Regions from separate parts of the Mus musculus genome. Here regions 1, 2, 3, 5, 6 and 7 are each linked to region 4. The links are chromatin contacts, called in public HiCAR-type, HiChIP or PLAC-seq and promoter capture Hi-C maps. All regions are on one chromosome and are shown on one strand. The core of a region is the stretch at or near the end of the contact, and the rest is flanking DNA. Distances in the headings are between cores, read along the strand shown. Region 1 overlaps Arid1b (AT rich interactive domain 1B (SWI-like)). Region 2 overlaps Arid1b (AT rich interactive domain 1B (SWI-like)). Region 3 has its middle 14 kb from the start of Gm29050. Region 4 holds the start of Tfb1m (transcription factor B1, mitochondrial). Region 5 overlaps Arid1b (AT rich interactive domain 1B (SWI-like)). Region 6 holds the start of Ldhal6b (lactate dehydrogenase A-like 6B). Region 7 overlaps Arid1b (AT rich interactive domain 1B (SWI-like)).

What was found. Promoter capture Hi-C pulls out the DNA fragments that hold promoters and counts their contacts. HiCAR-type assays count read pairs that join an accessible place to other places. HiChIP or PLAC-seq counts read pairs in DNA pulled down with a chosen protein or histone mark.
Region 1: a contact with region 4 is called in a FOXA1 HiChIP or PLAC-seq map of pancreatic cancer cells. The contact joins the enhancer-like site here to the promoter of Tfb1m in region 4. A contact is called at or near these places in 4 of 39 promoter capture datasets (the C10 cell line, embryonic stem cells, hippocampal neurons and 1 more) and 3 of 115 datasets of contacts at active chromatin or transcription factors (embryonic stem cells, pancreatic cancer cells and pro-B cells).
Region 2: a contact with region 4 is called in a HiCAR-type map of astrocytes, with 6 times the contacts expected there. The contact joins the enhancer-like site here to the promoter of Tfb1m in region 4. A contact is called at or near these places in 6 of 39 promoter capture datasets (3T3-L1-derived adipocytes, the C10 cell line, hippocampal neurons and 2 more), 1 of 484 Hi-C or Micro-C datasets (myocytes), 3 of 115 datasets of contacts at active chromatin or transcription factors (astrocytes, large pre-B cells and pro-B cells) and 2 of 9 other capture datasets (adipose tissue and macrophages).
Region 3: a contact with region 4 is called in a promoter capture Hi-C map of hippocampal neurons, with 10 times the contacts expected there. The contact joins the enhancer-like site here to the promoter of Tfb1m in region 4. A contact is called at or near these places in 13 of 39 promoter capture datasets (the 3T3-L1 cell line, 3T3-L1-derived adipocytes, the C10 cell line and 7 more), 22 of 484 Hi-C or Micro-C datasets (the 3T3-L1 cell line, the Ba/F3 cell line, the C10 cell line and 16 more), 5 of 115 datasets of contacts at active chromatin or transcription factors (astrocytes, cardiomyocytes, fibro-adipogenic progenitors and 2 more) and 3 of 9 other capture datasets (adipose tissue, embryonic stem cells and liver).
Region 5: a promoter capture Hi-C map of hippocampal neurons shows a contact between it and region 4, with 4 times the contacts expected there. The contact joins the enhancer-like site here to the promoter of Tfb1m in region 4. A contact is called at or near these places in 10 of 39 promoter capture datasets (the 3T3-L1 cell line, the C10 cell line, frontonasal cranial neural crest and 5 more), 4 of 484 Hi-C or Micro-C datasets (the C10 cell line, the HPC-7 cell line, cortical neurons and 1 more), 2 of 115 datasets of contacts at active chromatin or transcription factors (astrocytes and large pre-B cells) and 2 of 9 other capture datasets (adipose tissue and macrophages).
Region 6: a promoter capture Hi-C map of embryonic stem cells shows a contact between it and region 4, with 4 times the contacts expected there. The contact joins the promoter of Ldhal6b here to the promoter of Tfb1m in region 4. A contact is called at or near these places in 13 of 39 promoter capture datasets (the 3T3-L1 cell line, 3T3-L1-derived adipocytes, the C10 cell line and 7 more), 16 of 484 Hi-C or Micro-C datasets (the 3T3-L1 cell line, the C10 cell line, Th1 cells and 11 more), 5 of 115 datasets of contacts at active chromatin or transcription factors (acute myeloid leukemia, fibro-adipogenic progenitors, large pre-B cells and 2 more) and 1 of 9 other capture datasets (embryonic stem cells).
Region 7: a contact with region 4 is called in a promoter capture Hi-C map of liver, with 6 times the contacts expected there. The contact joins the enhancer-like site here to the promoter of Tfb1m in region 4. A contact is called at or near these places in 4 of 39 promoter capture datasets (embryonic stem cells, hippocampal neurons, liver and 1 more) and 3 of 115 datasets of contacts at active chromatin or transcription factors (embryonic forebrain, large pre-B cells and pro-B cells).

Annotation. Positions count from the first base shown.
Region 1 is chr17:5,236,106-5,240,068 of GRCm38.p6, reverse strand. All of the region lies in intron 4 of Arid1b (AT rich interactive domain 1B (SWI-like)), which reads right to left. Among named protein-coding and RNA genes, the nearest start is that of Gm34854, 14 kb to the right of the region's middle. Within about 2 kb of position 2,083, at least 155 of the 459 cell types and tissues checked have an H3K27ac peak or open chromatin away from gene starts, as enhancers often do. A contact at or near this core is called in pancreatic cancer cells, pre-B cells and pro-B cells, where this site is marked.
Region 2 is chr17:5,328,407-5,332,447 of GRCm38.p6, reverse strand. The region is part of intron 15 of Arid1b (AT rich interactive domain 1B (SWI-like)); the gene reads right to left. Among named protein-coding and RNA genes, the nearest start is that of Gm29050, 81 kb to the left of the region's middle. Within about 2 kb of position 1,612, at least 24 of the 459 cell types and tissues checked have an H3K27ac peak or open chromatin away from gene starts, as enhancers often do.
Region 3 is chr17:5,395,309-5,399,343 of GRCm38.p6, reverse strand. No RefSeq gene overlaps it. Among named protein-coding and RNA genes, the nearest start is that of Gm29050, 14 kb to the left of the region's middle. Within about 2 kb of position 1,518, at least 39 of the 459 cell types and tissues checked have an H3K27ac peak or open chromatin away from gene starts, as enhancers often do. A contact at or near this core is called in the Ba/F3 cell line, cerebral cortex, hippocampal neurons and 1 more, where this site is marked.
Region 4 is chr17:3,555,146-3,559,067 of GRCm38.p6, reverse strand. Tfb1m (transcription factor B1, mitochondrial) reads left to right here and starts at 1,313. Exons shown (of 7, transcript NM_146074.3): 1 at 1,313-1,487. The coding sequence starts at 1,355. It overlaps 1700102H20Rik (RIKEN cDNA 1700102H20 gene), which reads right to left and starts at 1,244. Exons shown (of 2, transcript NR_045303.1): 1 at 1,164-1,244.
Region 5 is chr17:5,308,301-5,312,138 of GRCm38.p6, reverse strand. Arid1b (AT rich interactive domain 1B (SWI-like)) reads right to left here. Exons shown (of 20, transcript NM_001085355.1): 10 at 195-304. Among named protein-coding and RNA genes, the nearest start is that of Gm34854, 86 kb to the right of the region's middle. Within about 2 kb of position 1,983, at least 72 of the 459 cell types and tissues checked have an H3K27ac peak or open chromatin away from gene starts, as enhancers often do. A contact at or near this core is called in the HPC-7 cell line, adipose tissue, cortical neurons and 2 more, where this site is marked.
Region 6 is chr17:5,416,280-5,420,060 of GRCm38.p6, reverse strand. Ldhal6b (lactate dehydrogenase A-like 6B) reads left to right here and starts at 1,294. Exons shown (of 1, transcript NM_175349.2): 1 at 1,294-2,738. The coding sequence starts at 1,404. The coding sequence ends at 2,552. All of the region lies in intron 3 of Tmem242 (transmembrane protein 242), which reads left to right. Gm29050 (a long non-coding RNA gene) reads right to left here. Exons shown (of 3, transcript XR_003952361.1): 3 at 409-3,781.
Region 7 is chr17:5,259,760-5,264,059 of GRCm38.p6, reverse strand. Arid1b (AT rich interactive domain 1B (SWI-like)) reads right to left here. Exons shown (of 20, transcript NM_001085355.1): 6 at 1-28. Among named protein-coding and RNA genes, the nearest start is that of Gm34854, 38 kb to the right of the region's middle. Within about 2 kb of position 1,654, at least 66 of the 459 cell types and tissues checked have an H3K27ac peak or open chromatin away from gene starts, as enhancers often do. A contact at or near this core is called in hippocampal neurons and liver, where this site is marked.

The sequences.
Region 1 (3,963 bases), core at 834-3,333, 1.7 Mb before region 4:
ACCACGTGGCTGAGGATGTTTACTGTCTGACTCCTGATGCAAAGGCTTAGGTGCTGGCGCTAGACAGGTCTCAGGTGACCCACAAGAAGACCTTACGGCCTGCATTCGTTCCTGCACATCTTACCAGCAACAGTACCAAAACCTCCTGAAAGACTGACTGAGATGGAGGGTTCGCTGCGAATGGATAATCTCAGCACTGAACAAAACACAGGAAATTAAAGTAGCTTTGTAAAACAGTTCTTTTTGCCAAAAGGATATCCTAAAAGCTAGTGGGCTAGCAAGGTCACTTGCCAAAATGGCTTTTGTTGTTTTCTTAAACCACTAGTGGAGTAGTGATGGTATCTCATTCCACTGGACCAAGCTCAACTTTACAATTTGATGTGACTGGCTAATTAGCCCAAAGTGAGGGTGCAGTTTGTCTCACTAACTAGCTTTGATAAGAAGAAAAAGAAACCAAATCAAAACAACAGCTAAACAATTGCACAAGTTTTCTCTTAAAAAAGCAAAAGCTACAAAAGAAAAACTCTTCTGGGACGAGATGACATATAAGATTCGGGTGCCTGTGACAGAGCCCGTGACCCCGAGTTCACAAGCAAGCCCTGTATCATGAACCTTTGAGCAGGTGCTTTGCCAATACCAGCCAGTGAGGCACACTCCATCCACGTTAAGGCTCCTTGAGAGGAAACACTTATCCCACACCTTTACAGAGAAGATAATTTGGCAAATCGCTAGGTAGACATTTTCTACTGCAGACCAAACAGAGTTAAACAGATACAATGTAAATGCAGCTTTCAATTGTAGTTAAATAATTTTATGCAAATCTTCCTTCATAAAAACTGGAATGTTACTCATAAATTTCTGTAATTCTCTGCATGACCTACAAATTTCTTCCCCATCCTCCCTTAAAACTCCACCTCCTTGCTGAAGAAAGCGACAAGAGGGGGTGTTAGCGAGCCCCGTTCGCGCACGCTGCAGAGGCATCAAAACCACTTCTGTTATTCAACAGGCTGACAGAGGAAGCATCAAGAGGGAAATATAACAATGGCAGCGCCCTCGTGCTCACACGTCATCAGAAGCTCGGCGCTGACTAGACCTTGGTGCAACAGAAGAGCAATAAAAAGATATAATTTTTATATTACTGCTATACCCTCTTGGAACTTTTATATGTAAATGACACAGAAACGCTCCTGCCCTGCAGATCCTTGTGGTCTCTGTATGTAGAGCTATCTTAAAGCATACTAATAAAGGAAGTTCGGTAGCGCTCTAAGCAGTCAGCCTTGGTGACACTCCCCAGAGGACAGTTAGTCAGCAGGGCACCAGCTCCCTCTTCGGTAAGTACCAAAGTCAGATCTGAGAGGCCTGCATGCACAGGCAAAGCTGTCCTGCATCTCCTCCCAGGGAGGCACCTTCAAGCTACACTGCTTCTATTCATCTTGCTGGAGGGCTGGCAGCGAGGGCTCTGTGGAGGCTGTAGGCCTTGCCTCACAGCACCCATTATGGCCTCTCTTTCCCAGTGGACAGAAGGGCAAAGTTCCTGCTTCATAACCTGATATGCTGAGGTTCTGCTATTGCATTGGGTTTTCTCTGTTTAATGCCACCCAGAATACTGAATATTTATCAACACAACACAGCTGATGTGAGCTCACTGTTATCAACAAGGGTCCATTTAGTTTTAAAAGTCCCTGTATCAAACATCATGACAACCTGCAGTATTCTCTTTTTAATTTTTAAAGTCATTTCAAGGCAAGGTCTCTGCACACTTTACCACTGCAACCTCACACCCCTCACTGTCCCAAGGACAAATCTCAGTCTAACTCAAGTGACTGGTCAGTGGATGAAATACCACAAACAGCAACAGGAACTTCATCTGACTTTTCTCTGAATTATTACAACTCAACAATAAGCCTGATTTCTTATGTGGTTGCAGTAATAGAGAAGGAGAGCACATGGCAAACTATATGAAGACAGTGTCCAGGAGTCACTGTAAAACGTTACACACAAACACTAAGTAGAAGCTTTCTCAAGTCTATGCATTGCAGGAACCTCCCTGAGAATACTCACTTTAAAATTTATGAGTCACTACATCAGAATTTCTTTGGCTCTGTGGTATGGTGTTCAATTCAGCACATGTCAGCCCAGGATAAGTTCAGTCAACACTGGGACACGATACTGATTTAGAGAACTGGGAATAAGCTAGCATATTGTACTCCCTTGCTTAATTAAATAAGTGGGTTTTCAAAAAGCAAATGAACTTGCAAATACTCCCAGCCACAGCTCTCGATACAATTAGCTGCTGGAGGAGAGATCAGCCCTGATGGTGAGCTGCCCCACACGGCACACATTCGGGCATCCCTTGCTTAAGCACGCCACATGAGGACACGGGATAAACAGAGTTAGGAACAGAGAAGATATTTCAATCAATGCAACAGGCACAGGCCTCATTTCAGGGTTTTAATAGGACACAGCTAATGATGTCTCACTGTGACTTCCCAGGGGCGCAAGGCACGGGTTAAAACACCGGATCACAACTCTTCAGAACTCTCAGTGATCTTCAGCTGCACGAAGACCTTCCTGCCTTCCATCCTCCCGCAACCCCCGACGGAAACAAAGAAACACAGAGAAACACACACACGCGCACACTCAAACAATTCAACACACACAAACAGAGATACAAACACATGCACCCCATATACACACAGAAACAAAGAAATACACAGAGAAACACGCACCCTACACACTCAGACAACTCACAACACACACTAAGAAACACACTCTCAAACAATTCAACACACATACACACACACACACACAGACGCAGACCCATGCATACACAGACACCACACGCATACCTTCAACTAGACCCTAACTTTAAGGACACCGACTCTTATGCTAAGCACGGGACAGAGACAAGATGGATTCCAATGTTCAAGAGCAAATGAAAACGAACGTATTAACACCACACAACATAACCCAGCACATGCAAACAGTTCTAAATATTTACCACAAAAGCTCTCCTGAAACTACTGACCCAGCTGTTACACTTTATGAATGAATTCTCAGCCTGACTACCAAGCATCACCTCAGGGGGTCAAAGACCCAGCCTCCTCATTAGCTTCTTAGCCTACTTGAAAAGTACAATAAAGTCACTTCACACCTTCCCAGCTTATTTTGGTACTGTAACTTCAAGCATTGATGCAAATGTACCTTGAAGTTGATATCTAAGTTGAGCTAATAATTGGCACACAAAGTAAGAATGCTCAGTGACTTAGATTCCCACGACTTCCCAGGTTCTCAGCACAAAGCCGAATCGCAAGCAGCCTGCCCAGGCTCCCCCTGCTCATTTGTCTAGATGGCAATTGAGTTTTTAAAAGCTTAGAGTTCCGGTCTCAATATGAGACATGAAGGATGTCAGAAAGACAGAGCAAATCCTCAGACCTGAGGTCTGAAAACCACCCTCCTTTCAGCTTTCGCATTCAAAACTTTACCTCTTTATCCTACAGGACAATATATACATCGCTCCGCCAACTGATGTGTGAGGTTGGCCGGAGAAAATACTCATCATGGATGCGAAAAGTCACAGACTCCAATGGATGACAGGGACATACCCCAAAGCCAAGGGAACTACACAGAAAAATGTGGGTCAGACTCCACGCCATGCAGATAGCCAAGAGCTCCTCTGGGAACAACTTGCCCCCGACTCATTTGCAGCTCTACTCAAGCAATGATTGCATTGTGGGCAATTCTCGTTTTAAGGGGACATCTCTGGGATAATGAGCTAAGCTGACACTTTACACAGGCAGAATTCAGTCTTAAGCATACCATTAAAAACGTTGTAACACTTATATTTCCTCAAAATAAGAGACATAAAAGTAGGATGGGCATCTTGCTTTGGGAAGAAAGGGGGATTTGGCGGGAGAGGGATAAGGCAAGTTAATGAGGGCGATTATGATCAAATATATAATG
Region 2 (4,041 bases), core at 363-2,862, 1.8 Mb before region 4:
TCCAAAAGCCAAAGGGCACATACATCCTGTCTAGTAACTTCAGTGGTCCCAATCTCACACGGCACACCACAATCCTTTGAGAGGATATAGAATCTGCCCAAGGGAGCAGGATCCTGAAATGCAGTCAAAGACACCTGCCTCCTCGCTGTTTGCACTGCAAGAGCCTCTGATCTGGCAGGACCTAGACACAGGCTGGGCTGCATCTCCGTGATTACGGTGTGTTACACGGCAGACGAGTCACAGATGTGGTGATGGTTTTGACGACTGTGCACTCATTCACCCAAGGGGAAAATCCAAGCAACCCTTCAGATCTGGGCAGAAGGCGAAAGATGGAGCCTATCTGACACTCTCCTACTAGCTTTGTCATGGAAAGAGGCACATTATGAAGGGTGGACAGAGAACAGCCAACAATGTGATGGTCACCTTGGCCCTATGCATTCTGCCAACCACCTGAACGAACCTGAAGGGAATCTGCAACTCAGAAGCTGAGTCCTGAGGCCCAGACTACCCTGCAGTGCCTGCTGAGCCCACAGAGAGCCTACATCTCTGCTGTCACAGGTGTGGTGTGTGGTCACCTCTCATGCAGCAACACACAAGCTCATGGAAAGCTAAGGTCTGTGTTAACTACTGTTTGTAGAACGAGGTGACACCAGCTTAGGAAGAGTTTGTAAACAAGACAGGAGATATGAATTTAGTCTCCACCTTTACCAAGAAACTCAGAAAACCTTGACATAAATGTGCATTTGCAACAGCCCAGCGTGTGAGGAGATGGCTCAGTGACTAAGGGCACTTGCAGGGCAGCATTTACAGCCACTCTGCTTCACTGCTGCCTGTAAGTCTAGCTCCAGGGGCTCTGAGGCCCCCTTCTGGCCATTGGAGGCATATACATATGTGCACATACATATGTGATTATAGTTAAAATAACAGCTGAAGATGGGGTGACCTGTGACTTATTTCTATCCAAAAGCAGACCACTAAAAGGAATGCATACACAAATGAGCACTAGCTCAGAGCCTGGAGAAAACTCTATTAAGTCCAGATACTTGTTCCATGGCTGCTGCTTGTCTTCATCCTATGATAGCTACTTTTGTGTGAGGCAGGAAAGTCACTGAAGCCTTCTGAGTCAATGCTGTCCCACTGTGGACCGGATACAAGGGTTGAGGCCAGTGCAGGACTATCACACTTTGGCACCTTTGCCCTGTGTCTAATCTCACGTCAACTTGTGGTAGAACCAGTTTTGAGATTACTTTCCATTTTGCAGATGGAAAAACAAAGACAGACAGAAGTCAAGTGGCATAATTAAAGTTAAGTGGTTTAATTCTCTAATCCACAGAGCTCCTTAAAAAAAAAAATCCACAGAAAGTAGATACTGTATCAAAGTCATGAAAATCATGTTTGCAGGGAAAGGAGACTAAACGGTCACTCAACGCGTGATAGACCTGCGGCCTTATGGAAAATTAGAAAAACATCAAGTTATGATCTGATTGGCAGGTGTTGAGGCAGCTGTAAGAGTCAGCTTAGTAAGCAGGAGCCACACCCCACACTCCTGCCAGTGCATTTAACTGCTGCCCGCACCTGCTGTGGGCAGCCATCCCTGGCACACACAGAAACACATCTGCTTGTATTCACAGCCCATGCTGTCCCCTCCTATAATGACGCTGGGATAGGCCACATGGCCAGTGTTGACCAACCGGCTCAGGAAAATGGACTCCAGCAAACACTTGCTTGAGCTTGCAACAGGGTTTATCTTGGATCCTGGATTTTACCTTCTGTAGCAAGGACACCCAAGAAACCCCACAGAAAGGTCCCAGACTCCAACTGGGTCCCCAGTAAAGACTCTGCTGACATCAGCCACCCCAGAGGCCTCCTGACGACACAGCCATGTGACATAGTGGTTCTGCTAACTGAAGTCTGAGTTTGGAGCTCTGCTATACAGGACAAGATGATAGAGGCACTTTATTCCCATTCTTTGACTCACTAAACCTAGGAATCCATCTCATGGAAACAGTCACACACCACAGATGTGTAGGAGCTAAATGGGAGGGACAGCCCAGCTAGTGTTACAGTACCAGGGGTTAGTAAAAGATTTACACACAGCAATGTACATGGAGAGTAACAGAGCCTCAGACACACTGGGTACCACGGTCAAAGACTCAGATAGAGTCAGCCTAGTCCGAGATCACGTGCCCTGTCCGAGGCAGGTGGTAAGCAGCAGGCAAGGCCGGCTCCATGGGTTAAGGGATCTCACAGCAGGCTGACTTGCTGCACCACTAAGTCACAGGTCAGTGGTGGTGACAACAGGACCACCCGCTGCTGCTACCCTGGCAACAGTGGTCTCCATGGATATTGGTCTAAATTCACAGACCAATGAACAACTTGAAGAATGAACAACTTTATTTACAACTAATTAGAGCTGTAAGAAAATGTTTTCTGTGGACATAAATGTCCCAGCGCTATGAGGCAGCAGGTGGGCAGAAATATACAAAGACTGTGCTATTTATCTTCCACTCATTATCTCTCTACCTGCCACCTTACAACACAGCCTCCACTCGGTCCCCTGCCTGCCCGAATTCATTTTTGTGCTGTGTGTGCATGCACAGGTGCACACGGTGTCAGAGTCTTCCCCAGCTTAACTTTGAGATGAGGCCTTTCTTATTGAATGTGGGGCTCACATACTTGGCTAGGCTGGCTATCTAGCAAACTAAAAATTCTCCTGTCTAGGCTACCATGGCACTGGAGCTGTGGGAATATCCACAAACCAGCTTTTACGTGGGTGCTGGAGATTTCAATTCATGATTGTGCAGAAAGCCCCACAGCCTCTCAAATTCATTCCTAGGAGAGACTGCAGGTCTGAGGGAACGAGAGGCTCCCGTGGCTCCTGTACAGCAGGACACAGAGACAGAACACCAGAGAGTCAGAGGCCCACCCCAAAGAAATTAATTAAATCATTATTTTTTCCATGTTGTTATATTTTTAGAGTCCAAAGGTAGTGTGGTGTGGTCCTCACAGACTCATGGGTTTGAAGGCTTGGCCCATAGGGAGTGCCACTATCAGGAAGTGTGGTCTTGTTGGAGGAAGCATGCTACTGTGGGGGCAGGCTATGAGGTCTCCTATGGAAACGTTACAGATGGTCTGGCACACAGTGGATCAAGATGTAGAACTCTCAGCTCCTTCTCCAGCCCCATGTCTGCCTGCATGTTGCGATGTTTCCTGCCATGATAATGATAATGGACTCAACCTCTCAAAGTGTAAACCAGCCCCGATGCAATGTTGTCTTTTATAAGATTTGCTGTGATCATGGTGTCTCTTCTCAGCAGTAAAACCCTGACTAAGACAAGCAGGAGACAGGCCCCAAATCACTCACCACCATAGAAAGCTAGCTGCTTCTAACACCCAGGAGGCTTCTGGACCCTCCTGCAGTCTGAAAATCTTTACTTAGAAGTAGCTTTGAGACTCTCTCTTGAAAAAAAAAATTACAGACCGTCTTGCTTTATGTAACTGTTACCTGAAATACATCTAAAATATTACACATCACATTCGCATACACCCAATGCTAAAGATTCTGAGATTCTTCCCTTTTTATAGCCCATAATACTCATCAAAACCAAGCTTGGGCTTTATGTGTCTCTCCACTCCTGGGGATCATAAAACTCACAGCTGGTGTGGTGGTGCATGCCTTTAACCAAGAACTTGGGGAGACAGAGGCCTCTGTGAGTTTGAGGCCAACCTGGTTGACATGGAGTTTCAGGTCAGCTGGGGGTACATAGTGAGACCCAGTCTCAAAAAATTTTATGTATTTCAACATCTAAGTATGACACAGCTACCACTCTCTACGGGATCCCAGAATAACCACTGCCACAAAACATCTTCACAATCTTTCCTGTATATGAAAAAATGCTCATATGATGGCTTAATTTGACAGGACCTACCTGCATTTGGGTGAATGCCAAAATGCAATCTGCCAGGTTCCTACCTGATGCTGGTGTGTGCTACCTATTCGAATACACACCCTGATGCTGGTGTGTGCCATGTTGATTGTGA
Region 3 (4,035 bases), core at 269-2,768, 1.8 Mb before region 4:
CTAAGACACCTACCTCTCTCATCTTGGGCCATCCTTCAAACCAAGCTTACCTGGGCTCCTCTGGGTGGATTTGATTTTCTTCCTTTTAAACCACAGGAATGGAAGGCCAGCTACCTAGAGAGGTACCAAGTTCTAACTGTGGGTCACAGTTCAAACAGATCTCCCTACTTCAGCATCTCAGTTGCTGAGATTAGCAGAGATGTGTCACCACATGAGAAATGGCTCTCTCTTAATAACAGCCTTGAAAATGTATTCGCAAAACAATAGCCAAAGCCATAGCTGTGGGCATGTCTGTGGAGGAAGGTCTAGATTCCTTATTGACGAAGAAAGACCCAGCCCATTGTGAACAGCTCTGTTGGGTCTCAGGCAATCCATATATCCAGTTTGAGCTCATTTCTGGATATTTGCACAGCCTGAGACCTTGCATCCCAGCCTTTTGTTGATGAGGGATGGTGTAGTCTCTTCTGCAGCTACTTCTTGGCTGGTGAGGACCATCCTGGTAGTCCAGGAAGCTGGAATGCAAGGCAAAAGTGGGGAGGGCCTGGGAGCTAGCAGCATCTGGACGTACGCATGGCCTGAGACCTGACAGACACATGGTCTGGGCCTCTTGGGCTGTTTAAGAAGAAAGAGCACAAAGAGGCAAGGGTCCATCGTGTATCTCTGCTCTAGACTAGGGATGGGATCTGACCAGCTGCCCTTAACCTCTCTCGATGGTAGTCTCTAACCCGTCACCGAAAGCCAAATAAACCCTTCCTGAACTATGCCGCTTTGGGTGGTGATATTTTTTCACAGCAACAGAAACGGAACTAGAAAGCTAGAAAAAAAAAAGACCATCTTTATTAATTTTGTGAATTTAAGCAATATCTTTGCCTACACTTGCCTAGAGATCTAAATAAAATCGTTAAGCAGTTCCTGTTCCAACCCCTACCACAGGGAAGTATTCTCCTTACTGGGTCCCCACCTCAAGCATTGCCTGCCCATGGGCCACTCAGGCTTCCTGGTCACGGAGACCCTCAGTGTTGGTCAGCTCACAGTCCCCATACCCGGATGCACGCTGGGCATATCTGCTATGTTTGAGGTGAGACTTTGAAAGTCGTTGTAAAGTCCCACCCCTCCTTCTTATAACCTATTTTAGAAACAGGGGCATTTTAGATATAATCAAATTCGGGTGAAGTTATATTTGATTATTTGCAACAACTACTGTACTAACAAACAGAGAAGCATAGATCTGCCCAGGGACAATGCCGCATGGAGACCGACATAGGACAACTGCGGTGAAGGGTCTTCTAGTGAACCTCCCTGGAGCCTTCAGAGTGCTCTATGAACACCTTGACTTTGGATTTGCATCCACTAGAAACAAGAAATAATTCATTTCTGAAAATAATACGATCTCTAAGCCTCTCAGTTTGTAGCACTTCAGCGAAGCTGCCCCAAATGAGCATCCCTGCTCCTGTACACCAATGCAGGGTGCTTGGCACACCAGCTGGGCTTGTTGAGCAGGTCACTCACAGACCCACTGGGGCCTTGGGACAGGCAGTCATCCTGTCGCGCTTTTCGGACGCCCCACGAGGACATTCCGAGTAAGCTACGCCTTCCCTGTCAGTTGTGTCCCCCTTTATCATTGTGCCCAGGTTTCTCCCTGTGTTTTCAAGGGCACAGCGCGGACTTCCTGATATAGCTGCAAACGCCAAGTGTCATTCAGGCTTTCTGCCAGCAGAGGGCGGACGAGCTGCGGGCTGGCTGCTGCTGCTGTGGATATACTACGTGGGGCTTCGGGCCAGGACACCACCGCGTTAAGACAAGGGATGCTGTCCCAGCCCGGAGGCCAGGGCCTCTGGCTGTGCTCTGCTCTTTCCGTGAACCCTGAAAATTAAGTCCAGTAGAGCATTCTAGAGTCGCCCAAGACACATTCAACTCTGATCGTCCTATGCGCCCGGTGGTCACACTGCTGAGCAGTTCTTGACCACACCCCAGATCTTCCGCACAGGCCACTCCAAGCGTGGGTGTAGGTACTGCCGGAATCCATGACCTGGAGAGAAGGGTGGGCCGTGTCCTCCCAGGACAAGCCTCTCTGGCGACACTCCGTCACCCTGCTGAGTTTGGGTTCCCTCTCATCTCATGCTCCCGCAGTATGGAGAAGCCTCTTCCATAGTCAGTAACAAATCTGTAGGGCGAAGGCCTTTGCCACCAGAGTGGTGCTTCCCTTGGGATCTCTGTGAATGACTATCACCTTGGTACAAACAACTTCATGTTCCAGCCAAAATAAATGGGGGTGGGGAGGGATGTCAAGCCAAACTAACAGCCACCTGAAACCCCATCTTTACTCCATCAGTAATAGTACTGACATTTTGCTATGCGTGCCCCACATTCTCCTGTCACTTGCACGTGTGGGTGTCTGCTCTCGACACTGTAATTTGCTTTTCCAACAAAGGGCACTGAAGGGACACTTGAGAGTCCCAAAAAGAGCTGTTGGGGTAGCTTATATGGCAAAGGTGCTTGCCGCCAAGCCTGGTCCTCGTTCCATCCCTGGAATCCATGTGGAACCCCTGGAACAGACTCTGACCTGCTCACTTGAGACATGGCATATGGGTACATATGCAGAAACACAACCACACAACCACACACACACACACTAATGAAATTAAAAAAAAAAAAAAAGAGCTGTCCACTCTGAAAGGAAAGGGAGTAGGCTGGCTGGCAGGCCAGGGACTGTCCCTGTGAGCCTGTCACCCTGAGTCATCTGAGGGCTTGTCCCTAAAGTAGGGCTTTTTTTTTTTTTTTTTTAGGAAAATCCAATTCCTATCCCTGCCTGGTCCCTCTGCAGCTCCTGGGTGTCTTTATCTGGTATGAATTTAAATCTGAAAAGATGTAAAAGAACTCTGTATTGACACACAGAGAACTCCACACCTCTTTTTCCTCACGCTGGCAGAGAGCCGTGGAGGGGTGGGAGGGTGACTGCCTCCCCCAGACAACATTCAGTGATGCCTGGCTGGAGACATTTTAGTTGTCACGACTGGGGAAATGCCATGGCTGCTGGCGGGTAGAACAGAACCCACTCCCCTAGCCCCCCAAAAAGAGAATTGGTCACTCCAAATGTTGACAGTCTCGAATTGAGAAATATTATTCCAGGTATTCCTAGACACTCCCTTAGGGCCCAAGAGACCTTAAACCTTGATCTAACTCGGTACCGCCAGGTAACAATGGCCTTGACCCAGAACCCCCAGGCCTTGTCCCTTGGCCCAGGACATAAAGAGTTGGTGATGAAGGCAGGCAAAAGGTTGCAAGGCAGGTCTGCCAGGCAGTGTGTGGGTGTCGGGGTGACTGTCACTGGGGTTGGCTTCCTGTTTCATCCTCTTTATTGCGCATGGATTCAGGCCAGTTCCTAAGGTACTGCAGGAAGATGGATCTCATCCCAGGAGTCTTTTCTTCCCAGGTGCTCTACGCAGCACAGCACCAGCAAACCTTCCTTACCCCGAACGGCACTTTGAGAGCTCAAAGGAGCCAAAGGAGCCTTGGGTGTTTTCATTTGCAACCGTCTTCTTTCCCAGGTAGGAGTCCAGTCTGGGTTCATGCAAGGCCTCAATGCCTCAGTTTCTTGGTTAGTAAATTACAAGTAATAACATCTGCCGTCTGCCTCGGGCACTTTCACACACATTATCTCTCCAGCTCTCAACACCCTGGGAAGAGAGCGGCTCGCCCACTCGAAGGCACCTGGGCTCTGACTTCAGGTACCTTTCCCCAAGCTACAGGACCAGCAGAGCAGGTTCTGAGGAAGGCAGGCAATATAACTCGATTCCCTCACGCTGTGAGCAGGCTGCATGCGCCTACCACTAGGTCTTGGGTCTGCTGCCAGATTGAATCACTTATAACCCCCTGCAAAATCAAGATGCCTTAAAACTCTAGTGTTTTTTGCTCCTGAGATGCTCAGATACTACCGTGGAGGGTCTTTTTACTGCAGAATCTGAGAGTCTTGGTCTTGAGTACACATCTCTCAACCATTTGTGAGGCTCAGGATGAGTCTGTTCCAAGAAATGT
Region 4 (3,922 bases), core at 64-2,563:
TCACAGGAAGACAGAACCTATTTGTCTTCTCTTGGTACTTGGATTTTAACCCTCAAATAGCCTTTCTCCATTGGATTCCCTGCCTGATGAGTAAGCCTTCCGTTTCCACTCTGAAGTGTGGGAAAGTGGCTGAACCGCCCCAAGTCTCACTTTCACCACTACGTAATAATAAAATCTACCCGAATCTGTATGGTAACAATTAGTGAGCGAATAATTCCAAACCACTCAGTTGTGAGACCTGGCACACATTTCTTTTAGTTGAGCTTTTTAAAAGAGCAACCCCTTTATGGTTCACTCTGAGAGCAGTGGAGAGACCACAATGCTTGCAGCATGAATGAGCTTTTAGAAAAAGCTTCAAAGGCTAAAAGAGTGGTCCTGATGCTGACCTTGCTGGCATTGCTTAAAAACAGCAGCCACCGCGCATGCACTAGACTACAGCTGGAATCTGTGAACTTCCAGCTTTACGAAATTCGTGGCCTCGCAGGGCTTTCTTGATCCTGTTTTAATCGGAAGTTAGCAATATGTGTCCTGTTTCGCAAGACTACACCTGAGAGATTTAAAAGGGAATATGAAATAGTAACAAGTGGTATCAAAAACACTTCTCGAAGTTTAAAGTGCTTAGCTCAAGAGACAAAATTACAGCATATTTAAAGACCCAGAATGGCTTTCATTCACCATTCTAAAATTAGGCAGCCCTTGGAATTCTTTCAAACAACTCCGGCCAGAAAATGGACATTGTTCAATGACAAGAAAAGAGAAATTATCTAGAGACACAGTTTAGTTGGTTACGGTTAGCTTTTTGCTTTACTTGAGTCAGTTGGTCTCTTGCTATTGGTTAAAGCTGGGGTGCTGTTAACGGGCTGGCATTCAGCCATTTGCTCTAAAGTCTAAGTCTTAAACTCGGTTTTCAGCAGGCTTACCTTAAATAAGCCTATAGTTCTCTATGGAACTAAGTTCTGAAAGAAGTAATGGACGCGAAGAAATAAAAAGTATCTAGCCTACGGGGGTGGGGCGGTAACCAGTCTACAAACAGCAAGCAACCAATCACCATCTTTCCTGCTACAAATCAAAAGTCAAGCCTTTGGAATGTCAAAGGCCTGCGGAGCCTCCCAGAGGTTACAAAGACCACGCCTCCTAGCCTCCGCCCCCTCTCCTCTCCCAACCTGCACCGCTTTCGGCCTGACGCGTCCTGAGCTCCCAGTACATACAGACTTCCTGTCAGTTTCGTCATTTCCGGCAGGTTTCTCCATCCAACCAGGTGGCCTCAGAGGCGGGCAGTCTTCTCCAAGGTCCCACCCCCTGCGCGCCGTGCACCTTTCCAGCCGCTGCGCGTGGCTGTGTATGTGGGTCTCTCATGGCTGCCTCGGGGAAGCTCGGCACTTTCCGCCTTCCCCCGTTGCCCACCATTCGGGAGATCATTAAGTTGTTCGGACTGCGAGCGGTGAAACAGCTTTCCCAGAATTTCCTCCTGGACTTGAGGCTGACAGGTGGCTGAGTCGTCAGTTCGCCCGGGTCTCCGTGGTGGGCGCGGCCGGGTGATGGAGCGGGTTGGGGCGGGCGGCTGTCAGTCAAGCGCTGCTCCTCCGGTCCTCGCGGGCTAGGGCGACGACTGGTCGACCGCTTTGCGGGCGGGAGATGTTTCCCGCGCGCTTTATGATGCGCCAACCTGCCTCTCGTTAGCCCGGCTCAGTAAAGCGCGTCTGTAAGCTCAGCACTCGAGGAGCAGAGGCAGGAGGATTGCCGCCAGTTAGAAACAGATGGACTCTTTCAAAAACGAAACCAAGAGAGTAAATAGGATAAACGTTCACTTAAGTCTAGGGATCCCTCTAGGGACTGGAGATTCGCTCTGTAAAGTCATACTAACCAAACGGCGCCTACAGCTACCTTGTGCCAATGCTGGGACCACCGTCCCAACAACAGCCCTGAGTTTGCAGTTAATAAGTTGACATTCTCCGGCTTCTTTAAAAATTACTTTTATGCGATTAAACTTATATAGGGTGAAGGTCACCAGTTTGACACCCATGTTTTGATGAGTTTTCACAGGTGTTTGTTGGTTTACTTACCACCCATGTCATAGTAATGCTCTCCTCTTGAGAATAAGATCCATCTGTTGCAAATAAAGGTGCTAGCTGACTGTTGGAGTACTTAGCATGTTAACCCCCTCAAGTTAAAAGGGTAAGTGTGTCATACACACACTCCGTCCCCAAAATCAATTTTGATTGCATGGACCACAAAGCATAAGTTACTTTTATTTCTTGTTTTTGGAGCCTTTATTCGACCCGTAGAATTTGGGTAAAACAGTTAACTCCACTTAAGTTTTCTCATCTCTTATTTGATAGAAAGGCCTACAAGGACCTTAGGATGCCTACTTTTAGATTCTTTGGTTCTAGCATCCTCTCCCAGTCATGCTAAATATAAGCACATGCTAAATATAAGCACCATTCTCTGCTGAAATGCAGTCTCCTATGTCTAAGGCTGGCCTCAAGCTCACTACATGGCAGGTGTTATTGAGTGTCTGGCCCTCCTGCCTTCTCCCAAGAACCGAAATGAAAAGCATATGCCACCATGCTCAGTTACTGATTGCTGACTGTGTAACCCAGGGCTTCACACATGCTAGGCAAGCACTCTTATCAGTTAATTGAATTACATCACCAGCCATTCAATTTGTTATCTATGTTCTCATGTGTGTCCCTGGAGTAAGTTCCAGATTCTTAGGTTCTCTATTCAGTCTTTGTGAGGGTGGGGGGTGGGGTGGGGGGAGGGGGAACCAGAGTGAAAGCAAATAAAGGTGCTTGTCCTAGAGAACTCAGGTGGAGCAGGGTTGAACCAGACTTAGGGGGTTGACACCTCGTCTATGTCTGGTTGCACTTAAGCGTTCCTGCAAAGTTTAAGAATGAAACCACTGCCCCACCTGTTGCTGCTTTCCATTTTCAAACTGAGTTCAGAATTCCCTGGTTTAATAAATGACTCTGATGCCCTCCGAGAGACCAGTTGGTAACTGGTAACCAAACAATGATTTGGTTTTAGAATCCCCACCTTGGTTCGAGGTCCTCTCCAGCCATTTGCTTTTCTTTATGACATTGTACAAATTAAACAATAGACAAGGACAGCGTGCAGTTCAGATAAATTATATTAGAGTGGTAGCTGCAGGAATTAGGTTAGGGCATGTACGTACCAAGACGCAAAGCTGGCTAGGGCTGCTGATTTCCTCACTGTAGCTGTACAATACTGTTTGGAAATACGTAAGCAACATTTTGCCTTTAAGTTTACCTAGATAGATAATAACCATCAACTGGGACTGTACAGTGACAAGAAGTGCTAGTATGTATTTAGTAACAAAATTTCCACCATCCAAGGAGGTGTGGGTTTTAATATCTTGCAGTTAATAAAAGCAGTCCATTGTGTTTTTTCCAGAGCGATGGTTAGTTACAGTGGCTACCTTTATGTGTGTGATTTCTTAGGTTCTGCCAACTTAAACTAACTGAACAGTTAGTAATTCCATCTTAACATGAGCATTTGCAAAGCTTAAAATTTCTGGTAGTAAATCAAACTTTTTTTTCTGGAAATGATGAAGAATTCAAATTTCAGAGTCTAGTGATGTGGGGACTTATCATGGTTGCCGTTCTGACCTCAAAATAACCAGAGGTGACATGGGGACTTTGTGCGTTCTCCTCTTTGATCCATGCCTGTGAGGATGGCAGAGTACAGGTGCAAGGAGTCCTGCACCTGCAAGGGCTGTAACGAAGGGCTGCATGGTCAGCCAGCAGGGCTTGGGCTGGTTGGTGAGGTAGTTAAGGAAATTGTCGGGATAATCCTCTTCAGGTAAGGAACTGGTGCAGTACAGTGGTATACGATATTGATAACTAGTATGTATTGGTTTCGAGTGAGAGCTAAAAATCAAGAGCGGCCATTGAGAATTCTT
Region 5 (3,838 bases), core at 734-3,233, 1.8 Mb before region 4:
GGCAGTGTCACAGTACTAGGCTGAGAAGAGCAAGCAGCCTGGTAGCCTGTGGCATGCGAGAGGACCATGGTGTGCAGGAAGAGAGGACCATGGTGTGCTGGGAGGACCATAGTGGGCAGGGAGGGAGGACCATAGTGTGCAGGGAGACCATAGTGTGCAGGGAGGGAGGACTATAGTGTGCAAGGAGGAAATACCTTTGACTTGCTCTCAGGCTGGGACACGCCTTCTTCTTTACCATCTGCTTTAAGAGGCACAGACAATTTGGACTCACTGGGAGACATCATATCTGCAAGACCCATAGATGCTAATGGAAAATAGGAGAAAGTCAGCATTATTCTTGGGATGTACCATGACACCCCTGCTTACATGAGCTACTGAGTGAAGCACCAGCACCCAAGCTTCTCCTGAAGGAAAAAAGGGGCAAAACCAATGAACCAGCCAGCCAGCCAGCCAGCCAGCCAGCCAGCCAGCCAGCCAGCCAGCCAGCCAGCCAGCAGAGTCACAGGATCCTGAAGCACACTGATGTATGAACTGCTTTCCGTGGGAGAAAAAGGCAGACTCAGTATACGCAAGAGTCCCAAACATGCCCTCAATTTATAATAGAGTTTTTCTTTATTGTCACTTAAGCTGGTAGGCAGCAGTGGAAATGGGCAGTCATATAAATCACTCATGGGGCATGGCTGGCAAGCCGCTCAGTGCTCACCTGGGCTCGAGATGGCCTGGCCTTCTATTTCCTCAGTTCAAGTAATCGCTGTTTGAAAAATCTTAGCTACTTCTTATGGTCTAGTCTACAGTAAAGGACGAGAGCCACACAGAGGACTTAGGGGAAGTTCCTATGACTTTACAGTGGGTTGCTGTCCCTTCAGCTGGCACAGAGCCTGCAGTCACCAACCCTCCGTAGGAGTGAAATGCCCATAGCAGCTCCTGATGCAACCTATACTTCCTATCTTTGGCTGAGCAATGCAGCTAGCTTTATCTAGACCCTGTTAACGTTTTAGACATCAATTGACGCATATGTACTCATTGTTGATACCAACAGACATACTTGGGAGAAGGTTTGGTTTCTTTGTAAGGTTAGAATCAGACCACAGAGGGCAATCAGTGTAGTTATTGAGGGAACAGAGCTGAATTTCTGGAGAACCCACTAGAGAGCCATCTGCACACCCCTGAGCTGGAGGACATGCTAAATACAACTGTAAAGGACAAGAGGAAACTGAGGCAGCTATCTGCACTCATTCCCTGTCAAGATGACAGAACCCTGAGGCATCATAAACAGGACCTGCTCCAGATGCTGCCACGGCAAGTGTGGGCTCAGCCAGGCAGGATTCAGGGAGCACAGTGTACCCGAAAGAAGGAAACGAAAACCAGCCTGAAACAGGCCCTGCAGATCGCCCACTACAGAAACGATAACTGCATATATTCATGTATTACTATGTTTTAGAAAATAATTAGTTTTAATTACAGCAGGGAGAGAATGAGCAGGCTCTGGTGAGTTAGCTGGCAAGCTCCATGGTGCTAATTTGTTAATATCGTTAGCATCACTGCAGGTTGAGACCATAGGTCCTGCCAAAAAAGCCTACCCTGCCTGCCATGTGCCCTGGAGTTTGCATCGGCACACTCAGTTCCGTGCTCTGAAAGCCTGAGTTGCCACAGGCACACTAGCTGGGTTTGCAGAGCCCGTTTGCAGCTCAGTCAGTCCTTAAAGGCATCGCGACACACACAGAACATAATTGAGATGTTTTTCTTTTTTTTTTTTCCAAATTACTTTCAATACTTAGACTTTAAGAACTGGAACAAAAAGCTTTTTCAAGTGATGCAGCTGCAGAGAAAAATCTATTGGGATCAGCTAAAAATGTGTTATTTCTGTGAATGTGTGAAACCTCAAAAAAAAAAAAAAAAAAGGCAGCTGAGCGATGTTACAGTGGAGACAGCCTTGCTCTGAGCAGTGGCTGACATGCGGCTCCCCTGCAGGCCCCAACGAGGAAGGAATTAGCCCAGATGGGAGAAGAGGAAGAAAGAAAGCAGCACAGGGCAAGAAGGGCCTGGGCATGAACGGCTGTGCATTCTTGCTCTTCTGCAGTTGCTCAGAGCAATGACAGGCTGCACAGTTTGGAGAGAGGGACAGTCATAGCACGTGGCTTCTATCAAATCCTGCTCCTCCAGAGGTGACAGTGGACTGGTCTGCCAGTATTTGTAAGCTATGTCTGGATATTATTTTGGCAGTAGGAACAGTAATATGTTTTATGCATTTCACACATTAATGTACACAAAAGTAATTTTAAGCAGAAAGAGCTAAGCCAATTGTATTACAATAATCAGCAGTAATTAACACTGACTCCATATTAGACTCAGATGAACATAAGCATATGTGACATTTGAAAGTTCCCAAGTTTCTTCATTCTCTATTATGTACGTTAACCTGGGCATCCTAGCTATGTAGCTTCACGTGCACGGCCCTATCGTGGGAGATGGGAATGGCCTGACATGAAGCACAACGCACTGTCTTTCCTACGGTGGCTTTTCTTTTTCTTGAAACGCTTAGCTTTGACTTAACCAAAATTTCAAAAGAACCACTGTACAGAGCCTCCAGGGCAGCGGCCTCTCAGGGACACGATGTTTTCTTTCTCCTTCTTCAGGAGAGAGACCACATCATGGTCAGGGTGCTTTATATCAAGGAACTGCTATTTCTACAATTCCCAGAGATCCAGGGTGTGAAGTTCGGACAGGCATGACCAGGGACAGCAAGGGCTGTAATGAGCGAGATAATATGTAAACACACTAAGCACAGCCTCTTGTTCCACCATTGGAATTTAAGAGCTAAAATGACTTCTTAAAGCACCAGGGGTCAAGGTCCTAAGGTAGCTAGACTAGAGGTATTCCCGAGGACACAGGGGACACAGGACTTGAGTGAAGCTTCCTCTCAGTGTCTCTCTCTGTTCGTTACAAAGTTGCAACCATTCCCAGAAGGCAGGGAAACACAATGTTCTGTTCCCTTCTTGGTAACATCCCATATTGTAGAGATATTTTGTCTTTTGAAACACAAGAAAGGCCTACATTGTTCATGAATTGGTCATTACTATTTTTTGAAACAAGCTGGCTCTCTCTGCAGCCTAGGCTATCTTAGAGCAAACTATGTTGTCCAGGCTAGCCTCAACTCACTGTGATCCTCTTGATCCAGCATGGCAAGCATCACCTACATGCAGATTTGGTATGTGGCAGATATGTAACCACACATACTGAGTAGTGAACACAGCACATACAGCAGCTGCATGAAGATCTTCAGGGAAACATTCTTCCTCACACTCTGACAAGAAGACCCTTCCTCTCACCACAGCCTTCTGTGGGAGTGCCCGTGAACATGAGGACACAACTCTGTCATGTGCACAGGTGGCAGTCTCTGAGCAGACTCTGAGCTGGCCCTGGAGCCTGGCCTACTCCGGGACGGGGGGGGGGGGTGGGGGGGGTGGGGGAAGTCCCTCCTCCAGCCAGGATGAGAGCAAGCAAGGCACGCCTGTGAAAGTCACCTGAGGAGTTGTTACTAATGCAGCATTCAGACAGGAGCTGCAGCTGTAACAGGCACTCCAGACCCTGAAGCAGGCAGGTTTCGGGTGTTCTAAGGTAATACAACTGACTTCCTTTGTTCGTAAAGGGATGTCAGAGCTGGCGCTCAGTGTCCAGATAGGAAAGCGATGGCGCAGTTCACTTTTGGGATTAGAATCTGGCTAAGTCTGCCAGTGGGGCATTCCGCTATCCCACAGGGAAGTCCAGAGAAAGACTGCTCTCTACAGAGTGACTTCTAGAGAGGGGAACTAGAGCTCCAGGTGGTAGGCTTTGTTGC
Region 6 (3,781 bases), core at 45-2,544, 1.9 Mb before region 4:
TGGCTTGAAACCATGGAATACCATCAGCAAATTACAAGGCTAAGGGTTCTGCTGACAATTTCCCAGCTTCTCTGCTGGGACCTGCTTTCCTGGCTGCAGTCCAGCAGTGGAGGAAAGAGCTCCTCTTCAAGTCTATAAAATACTTTTTTTCTGCCAGGGCTCAACATCCTAAAATTGAGAAATTACAAACGATAAAAGGGCTCCCTGACCCGGGGCCCCTCATTTGGGAGAGCTGAGTGTTCATCACGTGGGCAGAGTTGATTAGTGGAGAGAAAATGCCATCATGTGTACTGGGGCTTTTGTAGTTTATTAGAGTTTTCATAAAAGTGCAACATTTACATCTCAGAATTTGAAATTAGTTCACAAGACTGTCCTGAAACCCACAGACGAGATAAGATACACTCATGCCAGGTTTGCCAGGGAACTTTATTTCACTATTTCAGTAAGAATCTAATGTAACCATCGGCTAAATGTTAAAATGTCATTTCAAAGATACCTTCATTTTATAGAGGGTTAAGGGCCATCTTTTTCCATAAGAAATTGGAGGGCTTAGGGAAAGATTATTGTTTTGATTTGTGTGGTGTATGTATATATATATTTGTTTATGTGAATGTGTGTGAGAGACCGTGGAATTTCTGTTACCATGTGGACTATGTGCCCACAGAGGCTATCCAGTGTCTCTGAAGTTGGAGCTAAAGACAACTGTGAGCCACGTGATGTGGGGTCCTGAGAAACCAATCAGGATCCTCTACAGGGCGCTAGGCGCTCTTAACCACTGAGCCATTTTGCTGTTTAATTTGCATGCAATCCCAGGCTTTCCTTTGGCCTGAGAAAGAAGGGGCGTGCTCTTCCGGTGTAGACCAGATTGCCCCTCCTTCCTGCTGCCTTTCACGGGTATGCACCATGGTTAGGATACAGATAAAAATCCTTCCTTAACAAACGGTTCTCCTGCTGGATACACCGAACCAAGAGCCCATTTCTCCAGCCAAACTGCCTCTTGACAGACAGCACAGCCCTCCTTGTTGTGGTTCAAGATTTTAGCCTCATTTTTATCTGGAGTTGCCAGAACCAATCTTCTTGCTATGTACCCTAAGAACAGCAAACAAATACTTCAAGGGTTCTGGGTTGGGCTTTATATAGCAATAGTAAAGAATATGGGTTTGTAAAACAAACTACAGTATGTCCTTGCTGGAAATGGAAGCGCTTTATAAAGCCATGGTGCAGGCTTGCAGGTGTAGGAGCAAGAAGACCCAGTCTGTGCGCTAAGCCCATGCAGCACAGTTAGGGAACTGCGCAGCCGCAGTGGGAGGGAGGGCCGCGTCTGTACTGCCTAGCAACGGCCGCCGTTGTGGCCTCAACTGTCTTCCTCACCCTGTTCACTTCCTCCACCTGAGTGCGCAGCCATGGCCTGGGCTACAAGCATCTTGAGAGCCAGCAGAAGAGTGAGTACAACCAGGGTAGATTTCAAGGGCTTTGGCATAGCTCTATGGCCCAGTCAGGTGCAACGTGTCCCTCCCAACCGGGCCTGGTGGAGCCTCACGCCCACGTCCTCCATGGCGACCGTGAAGGGTGAACTTATCCAGCACATCAGCTCCGAAGAGCCCGTTCTCCACAACAAGGTCTCCATTGTAGGAACTGGATCAGTCGGCATGGCCTGTGCCATCGGCATCATAGCGAAAGGCTTGACTGACGAGCTCGCCCTTGTTGATAATAATGAAGAAAAAATGAAGGGTGAGACGATGGATCTTCAGCACGGCAGTGTCTTCATGAAAATGCCAAATATTGTTTGCAGCAAGGATTTCCGTGTCACTGCCAACTCTGAGGTAGTGATTATCACAGCGGGTGCACGCCAAGAGAAAAATGAGACACGCCTGAATTTAGTCCAGCGAAACGTAACCATCTTTAAGGCAATGGTTGCGGAAATTATCAAGCACAGCCCTCGCTGCAAAATTATTGTTGTCTCCAATCCAGTGGATATCTTAACTTTCGTAACCTGGAAGTTGAGTGGGTTTCCCAAAAACCGTATTATTGGAAGCGGCTGTAACCTAGATACAGCTCGCTTCCGTTACATGCTCGGGCAGAGGCTTGGGATCCACTCTGAAAGCTGCCACGGGTGGGTCCTTGGAGAGCATGGAGATTCAAGTGTCCCTGTGTGGAGTGGTGTGAACATCGCCGGCGTGCCGCTGAGAGAGCTGAATTCAGCTATAGGAACAAGCAAAGACCCCGAGAAATGGGGCGATGTCCACAAAGAAGTCATTGCCAGTGCCTATAATATTATCAAAATGAAAGGTTATACTTCCTGGGCCATTGGCCTGTCTGTAACTGATATTGCAGAGAGTATCCTGAAGAATCTCAGGAAGACGCATCCAGTTACCACCAAAATCCAAGGTCTCTACGGAATCAAAGAGGAGGTGTTCCTCAGCGTGCCTTGTATCCTGGGAGAGAGTGGCATATCTGATATCATAAAGGTAAAGCTGAGCCCTACAGAGGAGGCCCAGATGGTAAAGAGCGCAGAGACTATTTGGAAAATCCAGAAAGATATTAAGTTTTAAGTCACCCTTCTAAAGATACCGAAGACAGAAAACGCAGTGCACGGCCAAGTGTGGGGTGAAGCGGGGGTTCCGAAAGCTGGAGGGTCTCTTGTTTAGGTCTCCTGTTGTGTAGCATCCAGAGGCTGGGTGACTTTGCTTTTTCACAGTTTCTGGGTGCCGGCATTAAAGGTATTCTTGGTGTTAGAAGTACTGGTTTTTGCCTGTTGGTGTGACATGAAGGAAACGGCTAACTTTCATAAGTGTGTGTACTGTCCTAATCCATCTGGGTGGCTCACATGCATATCCGCTCACATGCCATTTTAGAAAGTAACTCCTACATTTAAAAGTAAAAATATGTACACAGGTTTTTATGTGATACATTTTGAGACTGCCTTCATTGTCTCGGACAGACTGCCAGCTGAACTATCAAGACATTGATAAAGGGAACAGGAAGGAAGAAGGATAGGGCTTACTGTTCTTGCAAGGGTCCAGGTTAAGTTCCCAGAGCCCACATGGTACAACACATACGTGCAGCCAACACACTTAAAAATCTTTTTTTTAAGACATCATGAAATGGAGACTGCAGCTGTTTGAAAAGCAAGTGGGAGAGAAAAGTCAGGAGGGAGAGGAGATGGGGGTGGGGGGTGAGGAGAATTGGTCCATTATTCTTGTGTAGCAGACTCAGGTTAACATCCGCCATGGTACTTTGGCTATAGGAAGGACTGATTGGCTGCACAGAACAGGTGCTGCCATTGGCTTAGCAAGGATACAGAGCATCCTGGGATTGCAGTTATACAAATGAAGCCCGGTTTAGTAAAAGCCTTTGAGAACTGCTGGGAACCTGTTGTCTTGTTAAATGGAGATACACATTACAAATGGTTCTTGCTGGGCGGGTCTGAGCCCTACAGAGGAGGCCCAGATGGCTCATGATTTTCCATCTCAACACAACTACCTCAAATCAGACTTATACTCCATAAAAATAAGTCCATATACTGTAGAACAGTAAGGGGAGAGCCAAAAGGTGGATGCCATCTGCAGGGAGAATGAAACAGAGCCCTCCTATTCAAGTCCGGTATGATCTTTATAACGCCCTCACTCTTTATCCCCTTCCCTACTTCTAGGGTCCCTCATGCTCAGAAAGTGCTGGAAGGCAGCCCTACAATTTTCAGATATAATTGCTGTTCAAGGGTTTGTCTGTACTGTAGACATTAGGCTGACGGTGGCCTTGACCTGAGTGAGTGACCCTGCTG
Region 7 (4,300 bases), core at 405-2,904, 1.7 Mb before region 4:
CCAGGTGGTTGCGGAGGCATCTGGCTACCTGTAGAACACAGGGAAAGGGAGGGTATGTGCTCTGCATTAATATTGTAACCACAAGAACCAAGCGCTTACAGAAGGTACAGAGAAGAGAGCTAAAAAAGTGTTCCATTCTTCCCTGTAAAATGAAGATAAAATAAAGATATTTACCAAAACACCTGCTTTTAGAACAAAACAAAACCAAACTAAAAAAGCAAACCTGCTGCTGATTGGGCTATCAAGCTCACGGAGCTATCAACCAACAGCTGCAGCCCACACATCCTTCACCACAGCCACAAACCTAGACTGGCCAGCAGAGCTGAGCCTCTCGACTCTGAACTCATACCTACTGGACAGAAATGAAAAAGTCTGGCACCCGCCCGTTCGTTCGTTCATTCATTCATATCTAATCAATACAGCAACATCAATTGCGAATAAGCAGAGTTCAGCCTAAACTCAGAAGGCTCCACCAAGGAGCACAAAGCATAAGGTACATTAGCACATAAGAGAGGGAGTATTGCTGCAAGTCCTGATTTTTGTTGCTGGTACAGCGATAGCATCTATTTAATTCCCAGTTGTTTAATATTTACTCAATTTTTCACATACAATGTAAGTTTCTTGAGATGATAATCATATATTTTCATTCCTTGAATGCTTCCCTTAGCATGAAGAATATATAATAACTCATAATCTAAGAATACAAAATAAGGGAAAAGACACTTATTTTATCTTTAAAAGAGACATGAATCATGCGGAGGCTTGAGGCATACTTCTGAAATTAAGAATCATCCAAGGTACCTGGCAATATTAACTCACTTCTGGGCCCAGAGGTTCAGACACATTTCTAAGGCTAAAGACATGGAGGAATTAAAAAGTATTGGATTTAACACCACCCTCAAGGCCCAAACCCTTGCAGCAGCCTGCACAGCACAGTGTGAGGGCATTGCTACTTTATGCTCTACCTTCTCCCTTGGTTACAATGAATATAAGAAAGACACCTCAAATACACACAGCTTCCTTACATCCCTCTGCCTGGGAGTCACATGGTCATGAGAGCTGCACAGGACAGCAAAAGGCGTGCAGAAGACTCCGCCTCGGTTGGCAGGCGACAGCTGGGAAGGCATGGCTGGGAGGGTGTTGGTGGTTAGGCACCCCAGTTTGAGAGATAATATAAAACTTGGTATATATTTCTGAGTGTTCACCTGTCACACTCAGGGGACACTGAGCAATGAAGAGCCCCTGCATGTGCTCATAACTAGCACAGAGGCCTTGCAAAGCACAGCACACTCCAGCGGGCTCCATCTTGGGCATCTGTAGTCACCTAATATTAATACCAAAGAATTAACTGCACAGTATAAACGTTTAACATTCTGGTCTAAAACAACTTCAAGGGCAAACACTGGACACTGACATGGCTATAGAGCTACGAAAACTGCCTTGAAGCCACTGTGGGTTACATGTTTCCTATGAAACGAAACACCCCATGGCCCCAATCTCCATTTAGAAATTTAAAGCACTCTGCAGCCAAACCCTGACTCTTAAAGTGTCACTGGGGAACGAGCTGGCCCAAGACAGCAAGTGCTTACATCATAACGATCGCTTGCTTCTTCGCAGCAGGCTGGACTCACACGCTCACACAGAGAAAACAAACAGCACTTCTATGTCAACACAGGGCAGCATGGCCTCACTGTGCAGGCAGTCTGAGGCACAGCTCTCCCATCTAATGCACCGAGCAAGGATGAACAGGATACAAGAGACCCGTCCCACCCTGCACAAAGCACTGGCATGGTCAAGCACTGCTGTGGGCTGACTGGTGCAAGGCGAAGCGTGATGTACCTGCCAAGCAAGAAAGGAGCGCTCGCACCATGTTCACCCTGTTACCAAAACAGACAGCTGTTTAAGGCTGAAGAAAAGTAAGTGCAAGTTACCCCGACTCCCCCACTTCCATTCATGCTCTCTCTCTCTTAGCCAGTCCCGTAACTCTTACGTAACTGTAATTACTAAGGCATCACATGCCGTGAGCACGCAGGCATAACTACCGTTAGGGCAGATGAGCCAGAAAAACATGCGTGTGAGACGTAACACAGGAGAACTCACTGCATCCACAGTCGGAAAACCAGAATCTTTGGATGAAATTAATTAGGTAAATACCTTAAATTCTGTGCGGGTTTACATATGCTGATTTTAAATCAACCCTTTCAGAGTTTGGTAATCATTTCAAAGGAGGACATGGCCACACAACATAAAGGAGTTAACCGAAGGGGGAACTCTAACCTCCATAATTCACTGTTAACCATAATTCAAACCAAGAGGGTGCCTCCTTTGTTAAGCCCCATGGTTTACCTTCATCTGTGTCTATAATGAGATAAGCAGAATGGAAAAATACGCTGGCCAGCCCGGTGGTGAATAAGAAGGCACCCCAGCACTTACACTAGTCACTTGTTAACAGCGTGTAAACATTTCTGTGTACAGGGTGTACCAATCTAGAGTGGCGTGGCAGGGAGCAGCCACCGTTTCTACTTTGCTTATGAAGCACTCGAGAGAGGCTACAAAACCCCTGGTCCTGTGCCTCCTTGCACAGAGGCTTGTTACATAACTGCAGCATACGCGTGGTTTCTCAGTACATGTCCTGTTTGTAGGCTGGTCCCATGTTGCTTTTAGCCTTTGTCCCCTTTGTGTCCTGCAGCCTTCTTAAGACCCCCAGTCTTTCCTGATGCCCTGTAATCTTGACACTCTGGAAGAGTACTAATGAGTTACTTTGTACAATGTTCCCCAATCTGATCTGGGCAACACATTTTATTGCTGAAAAAGAGGACATGCGTGGGAACTAGCATACCCGTCTCTGCTCATCCTATCATGGGGCTGGAACACCCACCCCCACATTCCATTTCTGGTGTTCATGTTGATTACATCATCTGGCTGGTGTTCACTTTTGGGGTACTCATTTCACTTGAGGTTGATCCAAGTCCCATGTCTCCTGCAACTTTCACCTGCTAATGTCAGCATCTATTAGAAAGTCCTGCCTGTGAGGTTCACCATAAGGGTGGCTGCTAATGGTGACTTTCCATCTCCCCCTTTGACGCCCATGTGTGTTAATGGATTTCAATTTGAGGAAAGCTACATCCTTGTATGGTCCCCACATCTTGCCTCTAAGGAACACTGCAAGCAAGGTGACTGATTGCTCCTCCTGCAGAGTTGCCTTATGTAGTAAGAGGGAATGGATCTGTGGTATGTTACAACCTGCAGTGGACTGGCATCAAAGGGAGATGTCTCCGTATGCCTGGCTTTGAAGGGCAGACTCAGCTGATGGTGTGAACTGACTTAAGGAATGTGAAGGAATGCTTCAGAGCTTGAGGGCTTCACTCCTTAGTAAGTGATTTGTAAAGCTGGCATGTGTGTGTAAGTCAGGTAGACACAGGTGTCTTCCTTGACTGCGCTCCACCTACACCCTGAGACAGTCTCTCACTGAGTCACTGATAGACCAGTGAACTTTGGGGAATCCAGTCTCTGCTTCCTTCCCCACTACAGACAATGCCCCCATTAGAATGCTAATACCTGACTTAGGTCCAAAGCAGCTGGCACCTTAACATGATCCAAACTTCCCAAATTCAGGTCCAGCACCAATATTTTCTCCTATTATTTCATGTTGGAGTTTTCATAGTCATGGAAAGCTACCATTTCCATAACCAAAACAAAGTGATTTCTGCTATGATCTGAAAGAAACTGGATACATTCTCCCCTACTTGGGCTTCTAGATGAGAACACAGACAGAACAACCAGTCTTGTGAGCCCCTAACCAAGGGACTCAATTAAGCCAAGGCTGGACTTCTGGCCAAAATACCATGCCTATATTTATTTGCTAAGTCTGGGGCAATCTGTCATGGAACAGTAGAAAATTCCTAGATGCTTGCTTTGCAGGGGTAAAAATACACCAAGGTTATCATTTTAGTTCAAGCCACATCAGTTCTGGCCAGTGGAAACTCCTTCCAGTTGCATCCTGGGTTCTACTGACAGGCCTTCCTCTTTTTATTGCGTAAGTCCTTATTTTTAGAATGACCAGAGGTTGTAGGATCATCTCATGTCTGTTTGACATCAGTCCTGAGATCCATCATTTAGAAGTCCTGGTTTTTGTTCCTGGAGTGCTCTGAGATTTAGCTGTGGGTGTCAGGGTGGCTCGCTGTTGCTGGTATACTAATGTCTCCAGTTCTCCCAGTGGACAGAGGCAGATCCTAACCCATGGATTACATGGGCCTGTATGCTGGTATTTACATGTCTAAAGACAAGTTTATATAAGGAT